2 separate regions of the Gossypium arboreum genome follow, and region 2 is linked to region 1. A link is a contact called in public Hi-C data. All regions are on one chromosome and are shown on one strand. The core of a region is the stretch at or near the end of the contact, and the rest is flanking DNA. Distances in the headings are between cores, read along the strand shown. Region 1 holds the start of LOC108472827 (chitinase 10). Region 2 holds the start of LOC108470791 (pectin acetylesterase 6-like).

Region 1 (6,958 bases), core at 459-2,958:
TCATTTTAATAGTCTAAATCTTTACAATTTTTAAAAGATTAAATTAAATTTTTATCATTTTAAGGGACCAAAATAAAATTTTACTTTTATTAATTTAAAATTTTAAAAAGTTTAAATGAAATTTTTTTGTGCATCTATTTAAATAACATATTTTTGTGTTTATTATCAAAAATAGAATAAAGTTTAGGTTGTGCTAACAAATACTAGAATTATAAAATTTGGGTTAAACATATAGAAATGTGATGTGTAAATTCTCCAAAATCTTACTACAGACCGTCCGAATATATTTCTGCTTTGGGAACCAATTTTCTTGGGCTATAATAAGTCTTCCCTAGTCTACTTTCACCCTACCTCTCTTGTGAGTTGATAGTACCATGGTGAAGATTCCTACTAGATAATGGACATCATATAATACTTTGGTCTGAGATGATACCCATTTCAGGGCCTATTAGATGTTAGGCTAAGTGATTTCAGCCCCCTCCAAATGGCTTTAAGAAAAAAGATAGCAGATATGAGAGACCCTTTACACCAAAAATATGGGCTGGGCTACCACTTTACAAAAGAAAAAGTTCGAACTTTAACATAAACTGTATTTGGACAACTTAATTAGTGTGAGGGCTACGTTTTTTTGTTGAAAAGTGTAGGGGCTACGTTTTAATCCATGGAGAAGTAGAATCATATTAGCCGCCCCTTTAAGGCCTCGTTTGTTGTGATTTTGAGAAATTATTTCAGATGATTTTGATTGAGATTTAAGTAATATTTGTTATTTTATGATATGAAATTATTGGTATGGTTAGAAGAAAAAAGTATTGTATGAAATTGTAATTTTATGTCATCTTTATTTCTTTTTAATAGGAGAATAACAAATCAAATTTTTTTAGATGAAATTTATCCCCCATTATGTCACTGGCTGACATTAACCCTTGTTATTTTATTGTCATATCTAATATTTAGAATTTGCCTTGATTTAGTAATGCTCTTGTGGCCCGTACCAAAACAATACTTTACCTCTAGATGTCCAATCAACTGTTGTACCCCAACAACTTTCGAGGAGAACCAAGAGAGAATTAACTAACTTGGGATATCACTTAGTTTAGATTTTAACTACTACGGGTTTTATTTTCCTCCAAAGTATTGTTCTTTTCCCTCCCAAATTGACGAATGGTAACTTAAATAAAACCTCTGATCATTAACGACTAATTCCAAACTCCCACCAAATTATTTTTAAAATATAGATTCCAGTACTAGTCAATATAACACCAAAAAATTGGTTGAATCACATATATAGTGGACCTTTGTCACTGTGAATACATTTGACAGAGTCCTCCCAACCCCTTTTACCGATTACATTAACTTGGGTTAATTAGGCAGAATTAGGTTTCCCAGTACCCATCTTTTAATTTCACGATATATTAGAAAACGTAATGAATAGACATTAAGCTTCCCTAGCATTTGCATGTTCAACCTGGAACTGGGAAGAAAGTCATCGTATGTCGACATTTCCACTACATATAGAAATGAGGAATAATTAGTTGCATCAAACCTATCTCTGGAAGTGCTTGGGTCAACTCTTTACATATTACGACCATCTCAAATGGATTGACATTGACTTGTCAAAATATGATTTTAATGATTATTTCTTTTAAGTTTAAAACAAAGTCAAAAGCTCGACATGGCTGGCTGGCTTGTTTATGGGGTTTAATAACCCCCTCCATCTTGTCCGCATGTTCACATGGGACGTATAGTGTGTATAAATAATAGGAGCTGCCTTCATCATCTTCATACAACAAAAACGATTATGGAATCCTCTTCTCTTATTTCCTTCTCATTGCTTTTTTGCTTTAGTATACTATTCTTTGGTTCAAATGGAGTCGAAGCTCGAAGAGCCCCTCCGTCCATCTCTTATTTGATTAGTGAAAATCTGTTTAATTCCATATTTCTACACAAGGATGATAATGCATGCCCTGCAAGAAACTTTTACAATTACACCTCCTTTATTCAAGCCGCGAAATGCTTTCCAAGCTTTGGCAACACAGGGGATAAAGCTACCCGAAAGCGTGAGATTGCAGCTTTTCTTGCTCAAATATCCCACGAGACCACCGGCGGATGGGCCACCGCACCCGACGGACCATACGCTTGGGGCTTGTGCTTCAAAGAGGAAATCAACCCTCAAAGCAACTACTGTGACTCTACCAACACACAATGGCCTTGCTACCCTGGCAAATCATACCATGGAAGAGGCCCCATTCAACTATCCTGGTAATGATATTGCATTTTGCGTGCGCGTGTGTTTTATTGGAAGCTATTAAGCTAAGGCAAGGTTTAACCGAATAGATTGGTGTTATTGATAACAGGAATTACAATTATGGACCAGCCGGGAAGGCAGTGGGTTTTGACGGGCTAAGGAACCCAGAAATAGTAGCCAACCACTCCTTGATCGCATTCAAAACCGGGCTTTGGTTCTGGATGACGGAGCAGAGCCCAAAGCCGTCTTGCCACGATGTCATGGTTGGTAAATATGTCCCGACGGAAGCCGACTTGGCAGCTAATCGGACGGCGGGATATGGTTTGGTAACCAACATAATCAACGGTGGGTTGGAGTGTGGAATACCCAACGATGCACGTGTAAATGACAGAATTGGATTCTTTCAGAGATATGCTCAGTTGTTTAAAGTTGATACAGGGCCTAACCTAGACTGTGCGAATCAAAAGCCGTTTTAACAAAAATGGGGTTCCCTACCTTTGTTTTCTTCTTGTATAATAAAACAGGGCGTGCTTGTTTGTTGTGACCTTGTGATACAATTGTAATTTCTATAATAATAGTAAATGTTTATTCTGACGGAAGAGCAAAGGGTTTTTCTCAATGGAATTTTCTTTTTGTTTTGTTTTAGGGTTGATTCTCTGTGAGATTTTATGAATAGATTATTCTAAAATCTGACGTTAATGATCAAGGCTGAAACTTGCAGGAAAATAACATGGCTATAAGAAGAAAACGTCAAAGCATAAACTGACAATGACGTTCAAATCAGCCAATTTATTTGGTGCAACCACAGCCCAAGAACTAAAAGTTTCCAGGCCTTCACTCTCCTATTCCTTCTAAGTGGACTATTGGGCTGAAGAGAGAGGAATAGAAGACAATTCAGAGGACAAGCAGCTAGTGAAGACTTTATTGTAAATACTAAATACTATTAAAGAGATTGTACACAAGAGACTTATAGGTAAGAATATTAAAAGGCTTTCCTTAAGTAAAACATAACAATCCATCACCAATGAAAGATTTACAACCAAAAGACAAGACTGATGCTTGTTACTCAATCATTCTAGTATGTCCATGATACTTTTTTTTTTCTAAACCCTAAACATATCCCACCATATATTTTATGCATACGCATCTCCTATTGATTTTCACTCCACCAAAAAGAAAAGAAAAGAAAAACAATTTTTTATCAAAGTTCAGCACTTGATCTACTTATCTTCAATCTCCTCACAACTGACAAGAACATCCTACAGTACATGCATATATAGAACAGCTTCAGCTGTGGTGTACTATAAGGAATGACCATCATCACCATATATAAGACATATGGAAATGTTGTTTACTTACTGCCAAGGAACATCACCAACCATCATCCAATCCCCTTCCTTGTCTTCATATGTTAGTACATGATATTCCTCGAAATGATCTCCATTCACCTCAGCCTCAGCCCCTGCATGGATTCGTCAAAACTTCTGTTCAGGGGGAAAAGAAAAAACAGCTGTTGCATTTTTAACGAAGGAAACAAAAGAAGTAGAAAGATGAAACTTAACAGATGAGGTTTGTATTAAACATATGTTCAAGAGTTTTTATCAGGTCACAGTAACTCCGGCGAGCCAACAGGTCTACTTTTCTACCAATAGGAATTCCTTCCATGTAAACTTTGACATAAAAAGTAGCACTGTTGCACTCATCTTGTTCGGCAAGCTCCAGCCTTAGCAGCGGCTTTATTGGCGATCTTTGCTTCCTGATATACATGTATACGTACCAATTTACCCAAAACAAATGGTAGTGTTTCTTTTGAAGATGATGGTGAGTAAATAACTAAACACGCACCTTGCATAAAGAGGAGAGGTTGAAATGCTAAGACCAAGGCTAAGATCGGTGTTATGGTCCCTCTACGAAGAGGAAGAAGCAGCAGTAGCAGTGCTTGAGGAATCAAAGTGGTTGCTGCTCCCTATAGAAGATGAACAATAACTAATTGCCCTTCTCATTTTCTGAGATGTGGGAACTAAGACTGAAGAACAAAAGCCGCCACCTTTGGTTTAAATAACCAGAAAGAGAAGGAAATACTGTATATATAATGGAAAACAGTGGTAGTAAGTATTGGTAGAGAATCAAGAGAGGCAGTTCTTTCATATTCCTCGCCATGGTTGGGATGATATGTCGTCAGAGCAGCCGACATGTATACGTCTTATCTCATGATTTTAACTTTTTGTTTCTTGGGAGTTAAATTCAAGGAGGCTCCATGTGCGGGTTCTGTTTTGCGTTTGCTTCTCGTGTGCAAGTTCAAGGATTCATGCACAACACACGGGTAATTTTATAGCCTTCCGCATTTATATTTAGTCACCACCTCATGGCATAAATGTTTGATTTGTCTTTTGGTAAACCATATCTGAATTGAAATATTAGTAATTTTATATGGTAAAATAGTATTTATTATATAATTTATTTTAATAAAAGATAATTATTATTTATATTTTCCATAAAACAGAATTTAAAAGATATCATGATGAAGTTATGCATTAAAACTCAAATTGTTGTTCTTTTTAAAACAAAATCCTTTTTCCTCACGTGGAAAGGAAACTCTTGTTTTACCTTAAAAAGAAAAGGCTTGGTTATCATCGTTGTGTATCTATCACCTTAATAATTAACTCTAAGAAAAAGGGGAACAAGAAAGATTGGCTTGCACCAAAAGAAACGCCAATTTTGCGAGAAAGAAACTACAGGAAGGAAGATCTAAGATGAGAAAAAGCAAAAGCTGATGTCCCCCACCATTTCTTGCCCAAATCTATGTTAGCTTCGAAGGGCCATGGGATGGGAAACCTATTGTTTTACTGTTCCAAACACTTTTTTTTTTTTGTCCCTTTAAACACAGTACTGTTTGAACATAAAGTTTTTTTAACATGCCAACGAAATAGTGACATCTAAATTCGAATTTTAAAATTTCTAATTATTATTTAAAAAACATTTTTCCTCATTTACAGTAATTTTTTCTAATTATTATTATGGGTCAAACTTGCTATTGCTTTATATTTCAGAATACCAAAATTGTCAAGGATAGGCCCGGGTGAGGGCATTTTCCCATTTTAGGGGTTGCGCTAAAACTTTTTCTTCCCTGGTTTTTTCCCTATAATTTTTTTCAATGACTTATATTTTGAAATTATTACTCCGTTTTTAAAGCGTCGATAAGTTTAGGGGCCTTTGCTAGCGATGACACCCCCAAAAAAAAAAAAAGAAATCTGCCGCCCAGTCTCAGGCTAAACATGAAGCTTTCCTTAAAAACCTAACTGGAAATTTAGGTAATTTCCATGCAGAAGGGAAGTTTAGGTGAGAAATAAAACATAAGGCATGTTCTTCTTGGCACTAATTTTAGAATAACTCCTTATTCGACTCCTAAAATAACAAATATTAAACAATAAAATGGTACTTAAATTATATTAATTTTCTTAAATTAATATCTAAATTATTAAATCGTTACCTATTTTACCCCAACTATTAGCCCATTAGAATATAAAAATTCAGCCAATCACAATTACTGCCCATGTATTGCCAGATTTTCTTAGATGTTATTCCCGTCAAACAATTTTTATTTTCTCATCAACCAAACACCCAACAAAAAATCTATTGCTTCTTGTACAAAGCTTCCACCATTTATTATCTTCAAGTTTCAACTACTTCTACCATTTTCAAGCTTTCAATCTTTTTCTTTCTTCACCTTTCGTTTTGGGGTGTTCTTATTTTTTAAGTTTTTTTTTACTAAAACATTAATGGAATTAAAGGGTCAGATGCTAAAATGGCGTTGACATTTGAATCTATTCAAAAGAATCAAGTTAAATAGCAATAATGAATCGATTCAAACATAAAATAAAAAAAAGAAAAAAAAATTCGAGTCAATCAACAAAACAATCAATTCAAGTAAGCAAAGAATCTATTCAAATGAAATAGCAATGCTTTTGGTGCTCAAGCAAAGAAAAGAGAGAGAAGAAGAAGATGAGCCAAAAATTTTATTTGAACAAATCTGCAAATTAATCTCATTTACTTTTTTATTCTTCAAAAACTGCTTTGTTTTTTTTTGTTTTTTTTTTTACTTAGGAAGTCATTGTATGAAAGTGAAGATTTGACTATTTTTTATACATTCTCTTTTATTAAAGATCTTTTTGGGTTTTGTACTTCATTGTATAAGGAAAGAATATGTGAGAAAAAAAATATAAGAAAATATGATAAAATCAACACTATGACAAATGGGGTAAATTGAATAGAAGTTTACGTGACGAGTTATAATTGTCAGAAAAAATTTTTCTAATTGGATTAACAATTGGGGTAAAATGGATAACAGCTGAGTAATTTTGGTACCAATTTTGACCAAAAAAAATTTAAGTTTCAATTTGGAAAAACTACTATAATTTAGGTATTATTTTGTTGTTTAAACCCAATTAAGGGACTTGGGTGTTAGGATTGCATGAAACGGAAGAGACCAGCAGCAAGAATTCGCTATTCAAGAACCAATTATGACCTATTGAACCTGTCAGCCTGACTTATTTTAGCCCTAACGCAAGCCCTTTCAAGAGGAACAGGAGCAACCTTGATAAACAGCATGTATGCTCAACGGTAAAAGAGCATGTTAGGAAGATGAAATGTTTTGATACGTGATGCCTCAAATGCCTAGTATCGGTACTGATCATGGGATGAGATAATTAACAC
Region 2 (6,568 bases), core at 1,774-4,273, 170 kb after region 1:
AGGACCAAATATATATCTCGAAAAAAAACTAGAACCACAAAATATCAGTAATAGCTCAGGAACCTCAGAATTATACTGAAGTTTGTTTGACCTTCTAAGATTTAGACATGAAACCTTATGTTCTCCTTATTAATTGAGTGTCAACCAAATACAGAAATCCAAGAGAGGTGAAAAAGTAGTACCTGTAAGGTAACCATACCCCTATACATATCCCTTAAGGTATGTCCACCAGCCATATTGGTTCTGCATAAATAATGAAAACCATGGATTAAGACGATTTTAATAAATAGGCAAAAGGCTACCATATCCAAAAAGGAGCAGAATGAAGTATAGTTCATTACGCATCAAGGAACAAGCCTGCATCACTTAGACATTTTACTTTTGTAGTGCTCAGAAACAAATCCTTAAATTCATCACAATGAAGAATGGAAGCTAGACCTCCAGCTGAGCATCCAGAAAGAAGAGCCTGAAACACAATCAAATCTAACCTATATTAGATATCCAAGCCAGATTGGGAACTGAATAAAAAGCATGCTAGATGCTCAACCTGCTCGGCATTCCGCATTCCCTTGGCCATTAATTCCTCCATAGCAGTAGACCAGATCCTTTGTCCTCTAAAATAAAGTTGGTTAGCCTGGATGCAAAATCACAGAATACCATGAATGCTTCACCAAATTAAGATAGTAACAACTAACAAGTTTTATAGAATATACCCTATAGAAGGAAAAACGATCTGTTCTTAAAATGAGAACTTAAAAAGAACTTAACATATTATTCTTACAACCAACCCCCAGCCCAAGAAAACATTCCCAGTTTGTCTATTTAGAGTTGGCTTGCAATAACCACATAAAACTTTCCTAACACTCAGAAATAGTTGAAGAGACGAAAGGGATAAGGGCAAAAACAATAGTAATTTTGGGGCTAAGAATATGAAATAAGCATTGAGTAAATCAAATTGATCACTAATTTTCACTGACTAGGGTATTTGTGTCACCGGCAACTTAATGATAGTTGAGGGAAATGCTGCAAGAGGTTAGTACATAATACTACTCTTGCTTACCTCATTCTGGCCCTCCCCAGAAAAAGATGCCCCATCACAGTAACGTAGCTTCACTCTGTTCCAGTTATAGAAATCTGCACAACGCGAGAGGCCCCATTCAAAATTTTTATGAAGAAATGCTGCATAAATACTTGTCCAAAAAGTAAAAATGGGCTATCAATTCTACAAACCAGGGTTTTCTTCAGCTTTATTGCTCAATATTCCAGTAAAATTTAGTCGCTTCTCCATAAATTTTGATGAACCACGTCGAGTAGTTTTGCGGAAGACACAACTTCGAATGGTATTACACCATCCACCTCCCTAAAACAAACATAAATTCCAGTTAAGTCACTAAAATTAGCTACAAAGGAAATCAAACTACTAAGAGTAGTCAATGAAACCACTAAAAGGTCCTTTCCAGACATAGGAAAGGTCAAATGACTTTAGAATCTAAGACCAAAAAAAGGATGAAAATCAATCTTTATTAGATAATGTGGTGTTGAAGTATGTTGGCCAAACCTCCAATTGGATGAGCCAGCTGTTTGAACCAGAGCCGAACCCACGATCCAGATGATAACCAGGAGGCGTCCCATCCAAACAAACTGTGAAACCCAAGGCATGAAAAGAAAGAAAATGAAAAAAAAAAAAAAAGAAGGGAAAAAGGAGTCTCATATCTCAACAGGAATCAAGAATCAGAATTTCAGGGCAGTCCTGGAATGCAAGAAGTAAATGATGCGTTGAAGTTTGAGAAGTACCAGCTCCTTTAGAAGCAGCTCCTTGAATGAGAGTAAGGGGAATCATGAGAGAGTTGGCACCAGGGGATACTGCATCTTTCTCTAAGAAGGAGAGTAATCTGTCTTTAGCTTTAAGTTCTTGCAACCCATCTTCAGATCGGCTCCAACCAATCCCAACTACACTCCACAAGCTCAAAACCCATATCAGAACTCGCTTCATTATTTCTCTCTTTTGTCTTTTTCACTCCTCTTCTAGATTACAGCTAACTCTAAAAACCAGGGAAAGAAAGAAAAATAAACAAACAATGTATTCAGTGTAGGAGTTCGAAAAGCTTTGCAAAGAAAGCTAAAACCTAAAAATGAGGATGAAGGTGGAACACTTTCAAGGGGAGTGATAATGGCTAGAGATTTCAGCTATGAATTTTGATAAACCCCATTTTTGAATGACAGCAGAAATGAAGGCAAGATGCTACAGTTGAGCGACATTCACTGCTTAGTCAGCCACAAGAGACCGTTGCCTGTCTTGTACCTTTTCCATATGTTTATTGTTTTTTTATCCGTAGACTCTCGTGCAATACTTTAGGCAGCCGCAATCCTTTCCAACTAGTGTAGTTATTTTTCTTGAATGCTCCTCCTAAAATTACATTTACCTTCTTTTAAAACTTCTTCATCTTCCCAACTTCAATCTTCTTTCATTTTATGTCCTTGGAGATGAATGGAAACATTTGGTTTTGGGGCAAAGCAAACAAAACAAGTAGAATTAGGGGGAAAAAAAAGAGAGTAGGTTGGGATCAACTATGAATATGAACACCGACATAGACAGATTCCTGTTCCAGTCCTGTAGTGGTACTAAAACTAAACTAATACTATGCTTACCGACTATGTATTATTGCATGGTCTATGAATGATCATATAAAAATGCTCCACATCCTTACGCTCTCTAAATCCGCCGATAATCTGCCTTCCGGTAATTGCGCTCTATTTTTTACTTTGAATATTTCCTGCATCATTTTCTGGTATTGGGCTAAGTAATAAATTACAAGCGAAAACAAAAAACACTGAATTTTGTTTTAGCTAAATATGCTGGAGGATAAGAAAAACATAATAATATCCTTCTTTATTTATTGCTTAAAGTGCATGTATATTGACGAGAAAGAAAAGAGCAAATTTTGAAGAACCCCATTCTTTTTTCTCGCATTCAAATACTAAAGGAGCATTGTCTTCATCCCTTTCTATTTTATAAGAAATTATCCTGCTTCTTTGATCTTTTTGAATTCATCAATTTTAATCACTATACTGTAAATTTCATCCGTATTTTGTAATTAGATCAACTCTAAGTCCATGCACTTTTTAATTTTTCATAAATTATAATTATTAATTTATTAACCAAAATTTTAAATAATATATGAAAACAATAAACTAACATGACATTATACATATAATAATATATTTGCAACATCAGATTTCAGAAAACTTAACATAGATAATTTATCAATTATCATTTGATAAGTACAAAAACTAATATCAAAATTTAAAACTTTTTTTTTCTCTTTAGCCAACAAAGTTAGAATATGTAAAATTCATATTATAATGGGATGTGCACTTGGCAAATTGAATCCCTAAATTTTTATTACAAAGGTAATAAAAAGAATCAAAATTTGTAAACTAAATAATCCCAACGTCGTCAAGATACTGAAGCAGTTGATAAGGACCACTCATCTTCGCCAAAATGGTAGTGCTCATAGACATCAAGCAACAATTCCCTGCATGGTACAACAGCCCCTAGCTTAATGCAAGCCAAGAAAGCACCTGACAATTTCCGATGAAGACTGTAGGCCTCGTCTGGGGGTGGTGTAAGGCGGTGCCTCAGCATTGTTGCCCCGAGGTTTGAAATGCTTTGAGTAATATTAGTTGAGCGGAAATCATAGCCACCAGACTTTGAGAATGGCAATCCCACAACAAAACCAGCTTGAACGTGAGCCTCCAACATTACCTCTGATTCCTTTCCTGTCAAGAATCCAAGTCTCTGTGACATCTCAATAACTGCTGCTCTGTCATTATTTGCGCAAGCCATAACCTGGTCGAATACATGCAAGGAAGTAATCCTTCAGTTCACAACTACGGACAATCAACTCTGAAAATGGCAAAAGTTAAACCGCAACACAAGGTTGAACACCTCATAGAATTAGTAAGCTTGAAGCAAAGCCACCCTAAAGATCAAACTATATAGAGGTCTAGTAAGCAAGAGTCTAAAAGTAGAAAAATCCATAAAGGCTGAAGACAAACATATGGCTGGTTTTCAACCTAAATGTCAAAAGCAGCTTGTGCTATTCGTGTGGGAAAAAGAAAAAGAAAAAATTTGATGCCACGAGCATTTTTGAAGGGAACAGACCATTCGCAAATAGTCATCAACAAATCGTTTAGGATAATCTCGAGCTGCTCCAAAGTCAATGAGATTGATTGTTTTGGTAGTCTCATCATATAGGAAATTACTCCAATTGGGGTCAGTCTGCATAAGAGCAAGAAAGGACGTCACTTCTTCAACAAGACTTATAAAATGGAACAAAGCAGCATTTTACGAGAATAATAAGAAGCAAACTTAGAGAAAGAGCTAATTCTAAAAAGTTTATAGAAAACCAAAGTCAAGTTTCTTCTTAAATTGATAGCTTTAGGCTTAGATATTTTTGAGAAATAAACAAACCAAAACTTTCATTATGTTTAAAAATAACCTGGCCCTCAGATGACAAAGCAAAAATAGCCTTCAGGGATTTAAATGCTTTGTACAGAAAAGTAGGCAAGAGAGAGAAACACACACAGAAACCTCCTAAGAAAGGAAAAAGACATAAGAGAAAGTATACCTGCATAAAGCGGAAAACAAATAGCTCCATTAATGTCAGTTCTAGCAACTTTCTCCCAACATAATTACGAGTTCCTTGGTCCAGTAATGCAACCTTGTCAATTGGAACTCCTGTAGCAAGTAAATAACATTTTCAAAGTAAACAAATACAATTCATGAGATTATTTTATCAACCTTGTAAAATTGAAACTGTTTTAGAGACCAAATAAGATTGATGCACTTTGATCTATCAGATTCTCCAGTTCACAGTTAAAATATGTTCTTTTAAACAGTTGCAAGAAAGTATCCTCTCAATACTTAGAGAACATAGCACAAACTATGCGAACCAGATGCTTTAAGCAAAATAGGAACCTAAAAGATGCAGCACAATTACCAGAAATAAGTTCCGTGGTTAAAACTCTTTTGCCTGAAATATCATCCACAACAAGTGGAACATAAAATCCCTCATGGCCAGATAGCATATCACGGAATCTTTTCTGATTGGATGCCTCCAACTGATAGTCACATTCTCGAGATAATTCTTCTTTAGCCACCTGCAAGAATTCAAGCAAGGACATAAACATCCAATTTTTTAACACAGAAACTTCAATTGTCAATATACCCAGATAACATCCTCCAATAACCACTACCATTAAATACAGGACTGAGCCCCCATTTTGCGGCATGTAACAGTATAGCCAGAACCAGTAAAAAGGTGCGGAAAAGATCAAACAATACCAGGGAAAGATACTCTTAACTCTATCAACATGCCTAGGGATTGCAATGGATAGTGTGGACTCAGATATTTTCGGATATCCAACTTGCTTTTTGTAGATTTGGATATTAGATCTACTAGTGGATTAAGAGAGGAAGCGGATATTAGCTCTCCAAAAACAGATATGGATTCAAACATCCGACTCCATCATTGGCTTTACTTTTTAAAACTTTTATTTAAAAATATTTTTATATTTAATATATGTGGACTTATTTTTATTTAAAAAATATTTTCATACTTACTAAATGCAGATATTTAGTGGATTCGCATATTTTAATTAATTTGGATTCAAATTTAAGTAGTAATACTTGAATTTAATGTGAATAATAAAGGTATTCAAATTTTAAAGAAATTGCATATATCCAATCTATACTGCCGTCCCTAAATATGCTGGGCTTGGCCAAATAGCTTTGTGAACTATATCTGCAAGTGTCCATCGTTAAACTGTATTGGAAGGCCAACCATTTATTTAACATAGTCAAAACTTAGAAACTCGATAATATAAGTTGACACATGCATAAGCGCATACCTTCATTGCTCTGTCAAGATACAGCCCTTTAGGAATTAGATTTGTATAATCTAATAGAAGTTTGACATTTTCAATGTCACTCTCAATGCTATCTGCCACACCAGGGTACTGAATTTTCATTGCCACATCCATACCATCCTTCATAACAGCTCTGTGAACCTAGAATTTCACAGAGAGAGAGAGAGAGAGAGAGAGAGAGAGAGAGAGGTTAGGTTTTTAGGCTAGTTTTAAAATTGATGAAAAACTAGGAATGGCAAAACCCAAACCATCCCACTCCAATTAGGGCTAGTTTTTTTTCTTTTTGAACAATGGAGGGTAGGTGCGGGTTATTTTGGAAGGCAAATATGGAGCGATTCTAGTAATTGCTTGCCCCATTCCAATATATGAAATTACCCTTATACATGGTAAAAGGGTAAAAATGTAAAATTGCATCACAGAATAAACCCTAAATTCCTTTTTAACTTTTATATCTATAACTATTAAAAGGATGAAATTACCACTTCCTTATATATAATGTATTTGTTGTATAGTAAAATTGTGTATGCTATATTTCTTTTAAAGAGAATCAAATTGGGGCAAAGCAACGCAAGGATGGATGTACCCAACATCCATGGAGGTGATAATGGTTTTTTCAAAATTACACATCCATAGAGGG

What was found. Hi-C and Micro-C count contacts between places; a contact is called where the count stands out from the background.
Region 2: a Hi-C map of leaf shows a contact between it and region 1, with 2.8 times the contacts expected there. The contact joins the promoter of LOC108470791 here to the promoter of LOC108472827 in region 1. A contact is called at or near these places in 2 of 5 Hi-C or Micro-C datasets (both in leaf).

The regions. Positions count from the first base shown.
Region 1 is chr11:10,943,238-10,950,195 of ASM2569848v2, forward strand. LOC108472827 (chitinase 10) reads left to right here and starts at 1,709. Exons shown (of 2, transcript XM_017774386.2): 1 at 1,709-2,259; 2 at 2,355-2,851. The coding sequence starts at 1,733. The coding sequence ends at 2,721. LOC108474049 (protoporphyrinogen oxidase 1, chloroplastic) reads right to left here. Exons shown (of 9, transcript XM_017775934.2): 9 at 6,944-6,958. It also overlaps the pseudogene LOC108472376.
Region 2 is chr11:11,111,384-11,117,951 of ASM2569848v2, forward strand. It overlaps LOC108470791 (pectin acetylesterase 6-like), which reads right to left and starts at 3,024. Exons shown (of 14, transcript XM_017772261.2): 1 at 2,650-3,024; 2 at 1,795-2,042; 3 at 1,559-1,641; 4 at 1,231-1,360; 5 at 1,061-1,134; 6 at 548-634; 7 at 342-466; 8 at 183-243. The coding sequence starts at 1,993. It overlaps LOC108474102 (protein ABC transporter 1, mitochondrial), which reads right to left. Exons shown (of 7, transcript XM_017776009.2): 4 at 5,004-5,163; 5 at 4,632-4,741; 6 at 4,166-4,282; 7 at 3,237-3,850. The coding sequence ends at 3,458.